Regions from separate parts of the Sus scrofa genome. Here region 1 is linked to region 2. A link is a contact called in public Hi-C data. All regions are on one chromosome and are shown on one strand. Each heading gives the region's core, a stretch centred on a gene start, on an enhancer-like site or on the middle of the called end of the contact. The rest is flanking DNA. Distances are from core to core; before and after follow the strand shown. Region 1 holds the start of SELENOT (selenoprotein T). Region 2 holds the start of SERP1 (stress associated endoplasmic reticulum protein 1).

Region 1 (5,611 bases), core at 1,316-3,815, 57 kb after region 2:
CCTTATGGCTTTCAGGAAAGGGCATTTACTTTTATTTTTTTGTCCATACCCGCAGCATATGGAAGTTCCTGGGGCCAGGGATGGAACACTTGCCTCAGTAGAACCCGAGTTGCTGCAAAGACAATGAAGGATAACCTGCTGTGCCACAGTGGAAACTCCAGGGAAGGGCTTTTGAAGCCAGAATTGGGATGACAGTTGCAGGGTATGTGACCAGCTTGTGGACTTTCTTCTGGTTGATTGGTGGTCAGGATGATGTTTGGGGAAACTTAATCATCAACCTTCTGGTTCCAGCCAGTCTGGGGTCTATATCCTTATGGCCAGAATGTTGTCACCATCTTCTGCCTGGATGGGAGGGGACTTAGTTTCTGCAGAACAACAGAGAGTGAGGCATAGGATTATTAAATATTCCTTCAGGAGTCCTCTAACTCTGTTGCTATTACTTTTTTCACTTGACTGATTTCTTTGTTTCTGCATTACCTCACTTCTTTAGTTAGTAATTGCTTGAGTCTGCTCTTTGGAACTTCAGCCTAGGAGACTAAAGTCTTTTTTCCACAAACAAGAAATAGAGGACACAGATGGGCTTTTGTACATGGGAGGGGCACTAAATGGTTTTGCTCAGTTTCAATCTGCACTTTGATACTCCTCAACCCTTAGGGGAACAGAGAGGCAGGACAAGAAACAATAAAGCTTTAGTTAGAAAGTTTAATCATACTCATTAGGAGAACTCAGTTTTTTAGGGGGACTCAGTTTCAAATAATAATACAAACAAAATAGTCTCACTATCAGTGTGATTACTAAAAACATTTGTAGGCTTTGGTTTTGCAGTTCTTTTTCTCCTAAAATATGATTTCTTTTTAGTCACTTAAAGTTTGAGCTGAAATCAACTATTATGAAGTGGGGTTTTTTTTTGTTTGTTTGTCTTTTTTTCCATTTCTTGGGCTGCTCCGGTGGCATATGAAGGTTCCCAGGCTAGGGGTCCAATTGGAGCCAGAGCCACAGCAACTCAGGATCCGAGCGGCGTCTGTGACCTACACCACAGCTCACGGTAATGCTGGATCTTTAACCCACTGAGCAAGGCAAGGGATCGAACCCACAACCTCATGGTTCCTAGTCGGATTCGTTAACCACTGAGCCACAATGCGAACTCCCTATTATGAAGTGTTTTGACTTTATATCCTTAAATTAGGAAACAATTTTTTTCTTTTTTTTTGGCTGTGCCTGTAGCATATGTAAGTTCCCAGGCCAAGGATAAAACCCAGTAGCCCAAGCCCCTGCAGGGATAAAACCAATCCTTAACTCACTGTGCCACAAGAGAACTCCTAGGAACTAGAAAACTTTTTTTTTTTTTCTTTTTAGGGCCGCACTCACAGCATATGGAGGTTCCCAGGCTAGGGGTTGAATCAGAGCTGCAGCTGCAAGTCTACGCTGCAGCCACAGCAAGCCAGATCCAAGCTGGATCTGAGACCTACACCACAGCTCCCCACAATGCCAGATCCTTAACCCACTAAGCAAGGCCAGGGATTGAATCAGCCTCCTCATGGATACTAGTTGGTTCTTAACCTGCTGAGCTGCAATAGGAACTCCTAGGAAACAATTTTTGTTCATGTGCTTACATTCAAGTTATTGGCTATTAGGAACTATAGGAATATGCATTTATTGAGAACTTACTGTTTCTTGAACTCATAACTGATGTATTTTATAACTGTAATACCTGGGCTAAATGATCCAGAATGACTGACATTTATTAATTTTGAGACTTAATTTTGGTCCCGATTTGAACAAATGAACAATAAAAAAATAAACATTAAGACAGGAAATTTAAACAGTGAATATTTTGGTACTAAGTAATAATTTTTTTAAGGTGGTATTGTATTGTGGTCAAGAATACCACCAAAAGAATATCTTTTAGAGATACATGCTTTTAAAAATCTATAGATGAGGTAATATGTCTGATATTTTCTTCTCTGGTGGAGAAGTGGTTAGAGCTATACAGAAGTAAGATACCCAAATGCCAGTAATTGTTAAAGGTCGTTGACAAGTTAAGGTAATTATTTTCTTGTATTTGAAGATTTCCAAAGGTCTTCAAAAAAAATTCTTCTAGGCGAGAGCAATATTGCAAGTTTAAACAAAAGGCTGCAGCACGCAACCAAAGAGTGAAACATTATGTATCTTAAGGCGTAGGCTTTCTCTTGTATCTCCCACACGTGAATCAAAGCTGTTAAACAGCTGTCCCTAAGTGCCTCAAGGGAGATAAATGTCCGAATTACATGAAAGTGTATGTGGAACTCAGGTGTAGTCAGGAGGTATAATTAATAGGCTACGTTGACGTCCCACCAGCTGTTTAGGTCCCTCCCTAATCATCTCACTCTATCCCAGAGCCTCTGCAAACATCCAAGATGGTGGGTCAGGACCGTGAAACAGGTCAGCTCTCCCTCCCAGAGCGTGCGCGGGCGCCGGAACACGCAGGCGCATTCCTGCTTCCCTACCCGACCTTGGCGGATCGCGCCTGCGCGGTGGGGAGCAGCTCGCGGCTCCGGCTCGGCCTTGGGCTGGCTGCAGTCTTAGTGTGAGGGCGGCTGGAGTGGCTGGCACGTTTATGATGAGGCTTCTGCTACTTTTCCTGGTGGCGGCGTCGGCGGTGGTCCGGAGCGATGCCTCGGCCAACATGGGAGGCGTGCCTGGCAAGAGATTAAAGATGCAGTACGCCACGGGGCCGCTGCTCAAATTCCAGATATGGTGAGTATATGTGCCGGGCCCCAGCCGCGCCGGTGTTCCTCTGCCCGGCGCCTTTCACTACTCGAGGCCCCTGCTTCACGGCCCAGAGGACTTAACCGTCCCTGGTCCGGAAGAACGGCGCCAGCAGCCTTCCGCTGCTTGCCCTCTCCCGAGCTCTTCTCGGAAATGGCCAGGCCGCCCTCCTTGCCTCCAAGCACAACCGCTCACTTCTCTTTTGCTTTATACAGTGGGAGGAGTGGGGAAAGAGGACACAAGAAGGTTAAATGCTGAAAGGCGCAGACGCGGGGACGCTTGGAGCACCGGGCGGCGGCGTCACGCCATGGCTACCCGGCTTTCTGCGGTGGTGGGCATGAGTCGGCGCAGTGTCGGCGCAGGAGCTTCCAGCGTTTGTCACTTGGTTCACTTTTCTCCTAGCCTTTCGCGGGTTTTGCCAGGTGGCGTCGCTGCCCCGTTTGGTGAAGGTTAACTCAGGTCGTTGGGGGGGACCTGCTAGCGACAAACGCCTTTTTCTCCAGGATCTGCCGGGGTGACTGTCGGGTGAGGGAATAGGGATTCTGACAGCTAATAGGCATGGATGGGTCCGGGAGGCTCGTTCTCAGTTTGCAGTTTCCAAAATGTCTTTGCAAAGGAGCACCTCGCTCTTCTGACTACCGCTCGCTCCCAGACAACTGGGTCTTCTCCCCCATTCCTCTTACTCGCACCTCCAGGGAGTTCCCTGCTCTGGCATCTCTTTCTACCTTTCAAATCTCTTGGACATTCAGAAAATTAGAGGAAACAACCCTTTTCACCCCCAACCCGGCGGTTTTCGACGGTGTTCTGTAAGTGGTTTTGTTGTTACCTAGTTAAGTATTGGAAGCAGAGCAGTAATGCACATGCTAAGGTAAGTGGTGTTGGAGAAGGTTTGAAAGGCTCAGATTAAAAATAAAAACCAAAATTGTAAAATTGTGGAAATTAGAACCTGTATCTCAAAAGATGACTTTATTTCAGTATAGGATGGTCAGATTAGAGGCCATAAAGCATTTAAAATCATCTTTTTTCAAACTTCATATTTTAATGTAACGGTACTAAAGTTTAGATTTTCTACTTACCCAACTAGTTTTTTGCTTAATCTTTGGAGTCTAAGCAAATCTTTAAAATTAAATCAATTTAAGTAACGTTTGAAGAGAATCAGAAAATAGGATGGTGTTTATTTTTGGAGTGAAAACTAAAAACCCTGCAATTTCTTTCTGAATGAAAAAAATTCATTCCCTGTACTGTTTACTCTGTGCCTGGCATATATCATCATGTATGATACTAAATGGGAATTATGGCTTGACCGTTTTGATTTTTTTCCTCTGCATATTTTTTTTTTCCATTAGAAAGTGGCAGTCATCTTACCAACCTAAAAATACTGTTAAGGATTAAGTGTGATATTTTTGTATTTAAGTAATTTTAAAAAGACCACATTTTCCAAGTTATGTAATTTTTCTATTCTGTATTTTTTGGTTTCACTTGTGCATTTCCAAAATACACTTTTACAAGTGCTTGAATTAGAACACTTGTCACAAAAATTTAATGAATGTACCTCACAGTAAGGTATATAACAGTTTTGGAAATGTATAAGCAGATGTAGGGAAGGGCATTCAGTCCTTCAAATTAAACTTTTAAAATGGTCTTAAATCAGTTGAACTTTTGATACTTAGTTTTTGTTTCCCTTTTTATTTTTTCCTTTAATTAGAAAGGCATGGGAGTTCCCATTGTGGCGAAGCGGAAACGAATCTGACTAGGAACCATGAAGTTGCAGGTTCAATCCCTGGCCTCGCTCAGTGGGTTAAGGATCCGGCGTTTCCATGAGCTGTGGTGTAGGTTGCAGACACGGCTTGGATCTGGCATTGCTGTGGCTCTGGTGTAGGCCGGTGGCTACAGCTCCGATTAGATCCCTAGCCTGGGAACCTGCATATGCCACAGGTGCAGCCCTAAAAAGGACAAAAGGCAAGAAAGAAAGAAAAGTACAAACTTGTACTAATAAAAGTGTTTTCTTTTGCAATCATCCTGAGAGCATGTTACATACAAAGTGCATCACTTAAAAAAATCTATAGATGGGAAATAACTTTATTAATCTTCCCTATGCCCTACCAAATACAGGTTAATTTAGTTTATTGTTTGTTACTTCTTCCCCCCAGATATTAATCTGTGTAGTAAAGTGAATATTTGATTTCTGGTTTTGGTAGAATCTCTTGGGTGTTCATTTGCAAGTTTGTTTGGCAAAGAGGAGGAAGCTAAGACAATTGAGGATAAATATGTGAAAATTCTTTAAATTCCATTTGAAATCTGAGTGCTGTAAAGTGCAACTTTTCACTAATTACCATCCTTAACAAAGGAGAGAACTGTTTTTACCTTCTTTTCAATTACTGTTTTTTTTATGGCCACACCCACAACATACGGAAGTTTCCAGGGCAGGGATTAAATCCTAGCTGCAGCTGAGACCTACACTGCAGCTATGGCAACACCAGATCCTTAACTCTTTGCACCAGGCTGGTCATCAAACTGGTGCCACCACAGAGACAAACTACATTAACCCATTGTGCCACAGCAGGAACGACTCCTTTCAGTTATTTTTGTCCCTTATTATATTTATCATGAGTACTCTTTATTTAACTTTATCTCATTGTATCATCTGTTGTGCCCCTTTTGTAATTGTTAATAGAACAGAATAACAGCACAATACATATAAATGGAATTGAAGGGTTAGAGATCAAGCATACAGAATAGCTTAAGACAAATTTTCACATTCTGCCTTCAGTATTTTTTTCAGTAAGTTCTCATTCAAGACCTGCTTGTAGCAAGAGCTAAAGATAAAATGGTGAACAAGACAGATGTGGCTCCTTGTGAAGCC
Region 2 (5,912 bases), core at 380-2,879:
TAAATTGCTTGGCTCTTGGCCATTTATCAGGAAAGCTTCCAATTGGTACGTTTAGCAGACAGGAAAAGTGAAATGTTTAAAACAAATCTCAGTAACTTTAAAATGTCAGAATGTGGAAAACAGAAACATTACTTCCGTATTAACAGCTTGCATACTAAAATAAAATAAATGGAGGAAAGACATTCTATAATCCATTTGCAAAGGCAAGAGTCTACTTCTACAGAAGGCTGCGCTCATAACTAATTTTTCCTACCATATGTCAAACGTTTTTTTAAACTAAAAACATTTGTTTCACACATTAAATTGTCAATCAGCTACATTTCTTCTATAGTGAATCAATTCTTTGCATCAGATTTACTTTTTTATAAGACGTAACCAATTTTGACATACAGACCTTAGATTTACGGAATACGTTAAATTAAGTTCGAACATCCACATGTACATGAAGTTCCTAAGTTTCTCTTTTGCAACAAAGGTTGCAAAACATTCTAAATTCTTATTCTGGGAGGTGTTTTTGTTTCTTGTTTTGGTCTACATTTCTTTCAACTAGATCGTTACTAAGGACCTGACCTCCTTTTCTACTCTTCTGTGAACGCAAATCAAGCGGGGAGAAGTTTCTAGAGCACCACCCTCTGTGCATATGTGGGACAAGTAATTCGATTCAGATGAAACAGAATTATGCGGGGCTCCCAGCAGGTGGGTTGAGACTCCGCGGCAGGATTCACCACTGATGGTCACCACGTCATCTCGAACCCGTCATCCAACACCCTACCCGATGGTGGCTACAAAACACTTACCGGAACCACAAACAACAAAAATGAAGAGAGCCAATAACCAGGGTCCTACAGACGCCTTCTCTTCGGGAGCATTTCTCTGCAAAAAGGCAAATCCACGGTTTCCAATGCAAAAAAACCCACTCTGACCCTGGTATCCCACCGCCTGCACCCCGAGCCAGGTCGCTGGGTCCCCGCACCCGACAGGTCTCCCTGCGATCCCGAGCCGCCCAGCTCCGGCACCCACCTCCCAGAGTTCCCAACTTAGCGTCCAACTCGTGGCCTCCAGCCCCTGAGTCGGCCGGGTCTGGGAGGAGAGCTCGACGCGGCCCTGGAGCCCCGGGCCTTGGCGGAACAGAGAGGGGCGCCCGCTCTTCCCTTACCGAGGTCTTGGCGACGTTGCCGCGCTGGGTGATGTTCTTGCTGTGCTTCTCGTTAGCCATACGGATCCGCTGCTTGGCGACCATCTTCGCGGCGCCACGACCTGCCCCGGTCACCCCTCGGCCTCGCTCGCTCGCCTGCCCTAGGGCCCCCGAGACCCACACTCCACTCCCGGTGCCCGCGCCGCCGGAGCGAGTTGGCTCTCAGGCTGGGCGCTAGCTCTGGCCGCTGGGCCTGAGCGCTAGCCGGGCGCGGGCCACCGACTGACTGACGACTGACTGACGACGCTGGCCGAGCGAGAGGGCGCGCCGAAGGAGGAGAGCAGGCCGCCGGGATATTCTCGCGCCGCTGCTCTGGCCGCTGCTGGAGCGTGGAGCGAGAGAGGAAGGAAATGCAACGCAACAACCGGACAGCGCAGCCCGTCGGCTCGAACTACTTCGGGTTCGGCTGCCAACGTCAGCACTGGGCGGGCTCCGCCTGCCGAGGAAGACGGAGAGGGAGGGGTGAAGACCGACGCACCGGCTCTAGCCCCGCCCCCTCACGCTCCGTAGAGGGTAGCCCCAGAGCCGCCAGTGCCCGTTCAAGCTCTCCAACCGGAAGCGAGTTAGCCCCGAGGCCGGTGGCCCCGGAAACACCAGTTCGTAGTCTGCACGCCGGAGGAGACGTGTTGGGGCCGGGTTCGGCCCTCGTGAACTCTGACCCAGGCGTAAGAGTTTCTCTTCCCGGGACAAGATGGCGCCGTCCGCGCCGCTCCTGACAGGTGAGTTCCGAGCAACCAAGGGAGTGCTTCTTCAGAGCAGTATTTTTTTGTGTCTTTTCCCTCTGGGACTACCCAAGGAGCCTCTGAGTTAGATTTACCTTTTCTTATTGGTTGTAGAAGAGCTGGAGGGCCTTTTGGATTTCTTGGTGTAGCGTGGCAATCGGAAGTGAGGCCCCCGCCTCTGGGCTCCAGCATTCCCCCTCCCTATTGCCCATCCATCATTATTCCCTGACACTACAAGGTCTACAGGAATAGAGGAAGGGGCTTAAGAACAGAGAGTGCTAGCGGGATTTATTGCCTTGGGTCTGCAGTACTGATGTAACACGTACGCTTACCAGGTTGCGACAGGCTTTGTTGACAGTGTGCAGACATTTAGCTCTGTAATAAGGCGGAAAAAGTAAACAAATGGCTTAGTCCAGTAGAATAACTAAACACATTAAATATATTTGAATTTAAGTAATACCAAATCCTGTACTCCTTGACTTTATGAAATTTGTAGGACTGAGTAGAGCAAGTGGACCTGTGGTGGTGTAGGCTTTCATTGGATTTCTGTGGTCTGGAGTGGTGGAAGTGAGCATTATAAAGTAGCAACGTTCAGATATTACAGGATTTCTGAGGTTTTGAAGCTGAAGTAGAGTTTATAATGTTGGAGAAGAAAATAAACTTAGTCTTGGACAATGTCTGCAATGACTCTGGATTAGAGTAATGATTGGCTGGGAGTCTCATATGAGCGTCATCTTCTTAGAGAGGAGTTGGGAGGGAAAAGAAGGCTTTAATTAAGTTACCAATAACTTAATAACGTATGGAAGGGAAAAGAAGCAATTGAGAGAAAGGTGGTCTGCTTTTGAGGAAAGAGGTTATTTCCCCCAAGACTTGAAAGGAAGCTTAAAAAGCTTTTGCACTTTTTACCATTACATTTTGAAATCTTTGTTGCTAAACACCATGGCCATTCATATACAATCTGGCTACCACAGTTCATTCATCAAACATCCATCAAATACAGAGTTCCTGTTGTGGCTCAGCGGGTTAAAACCCAATGTAAGTGTCCGTGAGGATGCATTGGACCCCTAGCCTGGGCACGTCCATATGCTGCAGGTGCGATCTTAAAAGAAAAAGAGAACATTTATCAAATACTAATTTGTTAGATAATATGCCAGACGCATACTGTTTAAAAAGTGTAATTACATAATTAAATGAATTTGTTTCTCTAGCATCATAAAGGTAGCATGTATGTTCCTCAATTTTGGAATACTAAATGCTTATTTGAACTTTAATTTAAAAATTAGCACATTGCAAATCTGATCCTTTTTCTTCCCTTTTAAAATCCTTACAGTGACTGCTTACAAGGTTAAATTCCATCCTGCTTAGCATAGCATAGCATAGCATATAGAACCTTTATAACATGCTTGGCATTCATTTTATTTCTGGCCATTCCATCCTATTTTGTTCCCCATCAATACTGAACTGCTTATAAAACCCTTGAATAACCTGTTTCCTCAGTCTAACACTACCCTCTTCCTCTTGATTTGGCTGATTTCCTTTTATTTTTGAAATTTTGTTTTAGACACCATTACTTTGTAAAGTCTTTCCTTTTCCTAAGTAGTCATTCTCTCACCAGGCAATTTTTGTGCCTCATATATACTTGGATTTTTTTTTCACTTAAGACATAGGATAATTATCTGGTTGTTTAGGTGCTTTCCTCTCCTGCTATACTGTGAACACCTTAAAGGCAGGAGCAGAGGCGTATTCCTCCCTTTCTTCTCAGTTCCAAGTACAGTGTCTGGTAAACAGTAGACACAATGTTTAATGGAGGAATAAATTAATGAAGGACAACTACTTTCTTTGTAGTCAGATTAACTAAGAGTGACACTTTTCTTACAGTGCTTAAAATCAAGGATGTTATAAGAGGTGAAAGGTTATCTGTCAGTCTGCTTCTAGTGTTTTCGTATAGTGTCTTAGAGAACTTAAGTGGTTGGACATATAAGTAAAGTGGCTGTCAGGATTATATTCAATCATTCAACAACATGGTCCATTTTTCTTTCACTAGAACACACTGATCAATCTTTTAAACATTCTTAGTATAGGTATTTCTGTCAACAATAGATGCATTTTCTTCCAAACCCTTTTTTAAAAACACACTTGGAGTTCTCTCATGGCTCAGTGGGTTAAGGATCCAGCATTGTCACTTCTATGGCTCTGGTTATAGCTGTGGTGCAGGTTCCATCCCTGCCCTAGGAACTTCCAAATACCATGGACACAGCTGGAAAAAAAACAAACAAAAAAAAAACACAAAAATCTTAGCCTCATGGGATTTGGGAGTTGTGAATAATTTGAAGATTATCTAGTAAATTTTACTAGTTATCACTTAATTGGAAATGACAAAAAGCTAAAGCAGGTGAAAAAGGGATTTAAAAAAAAAGTCTCATGTAACTTTAAAGCTCCTACTGTTACATCCAGCTGTTCACACAACTCCAAAAATCTGTTTTTCTTTTCTCCTAGGCTCTTGCTTTCTTTTTGATTAAATGTATTCTCAAGCTGATGTTCTAACTGGGAGCTCCAGGTTTACATCCAACCATCTCAGCAGCCCCAAAGGAAAGTACACATCTGTGCCAATCTCAAGGCTAGCTGTCCTTGGCTTGGCTTGGCTCTTGCTCATCTTTGAATCAGTCAATTTTTAACCTGATTGCCGAGACCAAATTATATTCTAACCCCTAGATATTTCCCAGGGAAAATTAAAGTCTCCTAAAAGGGAGGGACTGGATGTTAGGCAGATAAAATAGCAATAGCCCGTTACACAAAACCCATATTGTCTAATCAGCTTGCCTAGTTGATTGAGATCATTGAGATAATAAAAATTGAGTCATTTACCCAAATTAATATATACAATTTAGTGGGTGTAGGGATTGGAAAAAGTATCATACTGTAATGATCACTATATTCCTGGCATAGGACTGTTGTTTGTTGAAGCCCAGTAGTTTTCTCAGGCCAATTAACTCAGGCCTAGAGCAATAAATGGTATGTGAATACATAGAAAGGCTAGTAAGTTTTAAAAAGATATTATGTAGATACCATATTTAATGTAATTCTTGCTTTTAAACAGTTATTCTGTGTGAAACTCTGGCATTTGTTGTTTTAATAAAACAAAGTGATTGCATTCTAGATCTTTCTTTTCTTTTCTTTCTTTTTTTCTTTTTTTTTTTTGGCTGCCCTGGGCATATGGAGTTCCCAGGCCAGGGGCCAGGGATCAGATCAGAGTCGAAGTTGCAACTCAAACCGCAGCTACAGCAAACCAGATCCTCAATCCACTGCACTGGGCCAGATCCTCAGTCCTCAATAGGAAGCTGCATCCCAGTGCTTCTAAAATGCCACCGATCCCATTGTGCTACAGCAGGAACGCCTAGATTTTTCTTTCTTTCTTTTCTTTTTTCTTTTGTCTTTTTAGGGCCACACTTGCGGCATATGGAGGTTCCCAGGCCAGGGGTTGAATCACAGCTGCAGCTGCAAGCCTACAGCACAGCCACTGCAACACCAGATCCAAGCTGCATCTGTGAGATCGCATCTTGCAGAAATGCCAGATGCCTAGCCCACTGAGAAAGGCCAGGGATTGAACCACATCCTCACAGATACTATGTCAGGTTCTTAAGGGTTAAGAACCCTTGTCAGGTTAAGGAGAAACTCTGGGCACATTTTAAAAGTGTACTGTGGCTTCATTAAGACTACACTGAGAATGAGTATGAGAATTCTGAAAGAGCTCTTAGTGAGTTAAATTGTCACTTCAGCTTGTGGGAGGGACCTCATTAGGCTAACAGAATTTTATGTAACCTAACAATAATGTATAATCTGATGGCTATAAACTCCCTAGTCTGGGAACTTCTTTTTTTTTTTTTTTTTTTTTTTTTTTTTTGAGCTGTAGCCACTGGCCTACGCCACAGCCACAGCAACACAGGATCTGCGCTGTGACTGCTACCTACACCACAGCTCATGGCAATGCCAGATTC

The links. Hi-C and Micro-C count contacts between places; a contact is called where the count stands out from the background.
Region 1: a contact with region 2 is called in a Hi-C map of liver, with 3 times the contacts expected there. The contact joins the promoter of SELENOT here to the promoter of SERP1 in region 2. A contact is called at or near these places in 6 of 47 Hi-C or Micro-C datasets (heart right ventricle, liver, mesenchymal stem cells and 2 more) and 2 of 2 datasets of contacts at active chromatin or transcription factors (alveolar macrophages and skeletal muscle).

What each region holds. Positions count from the first base shown.
Region 1 is chr13:90,815,844-90,821,454 of Sscrofa11.1, forward strand. SELENOT (selenoprotein T) reads left to right here and starts at 2,566. Exons shown (of 5, transcript NM_001163408.1): 1 at 2,566-2,736. The coding sequence starts at 2,600. It also overlaps the pseudogene LOC102163661.
Region 2 is chr13:90,759,771-90,765,682 of Sscrofa11.1, forward strand. It overlaps SERP1 (stress associated endoplasmic reticulum protein 1), which reads right to left and starts at 1,630. Exons shown (of 3, transcript NM_001243260.1): 1 at 1,157-1,630; 2 at 798-873. The coding sequence starts at 1,240. It overlaps EIF2A (eukaryotic translation initiation factor 2A), which reads left to right and starts at 1,873. Exons shown (of 13, transcript XM_021069601.1): 1 at 1,873-1,914.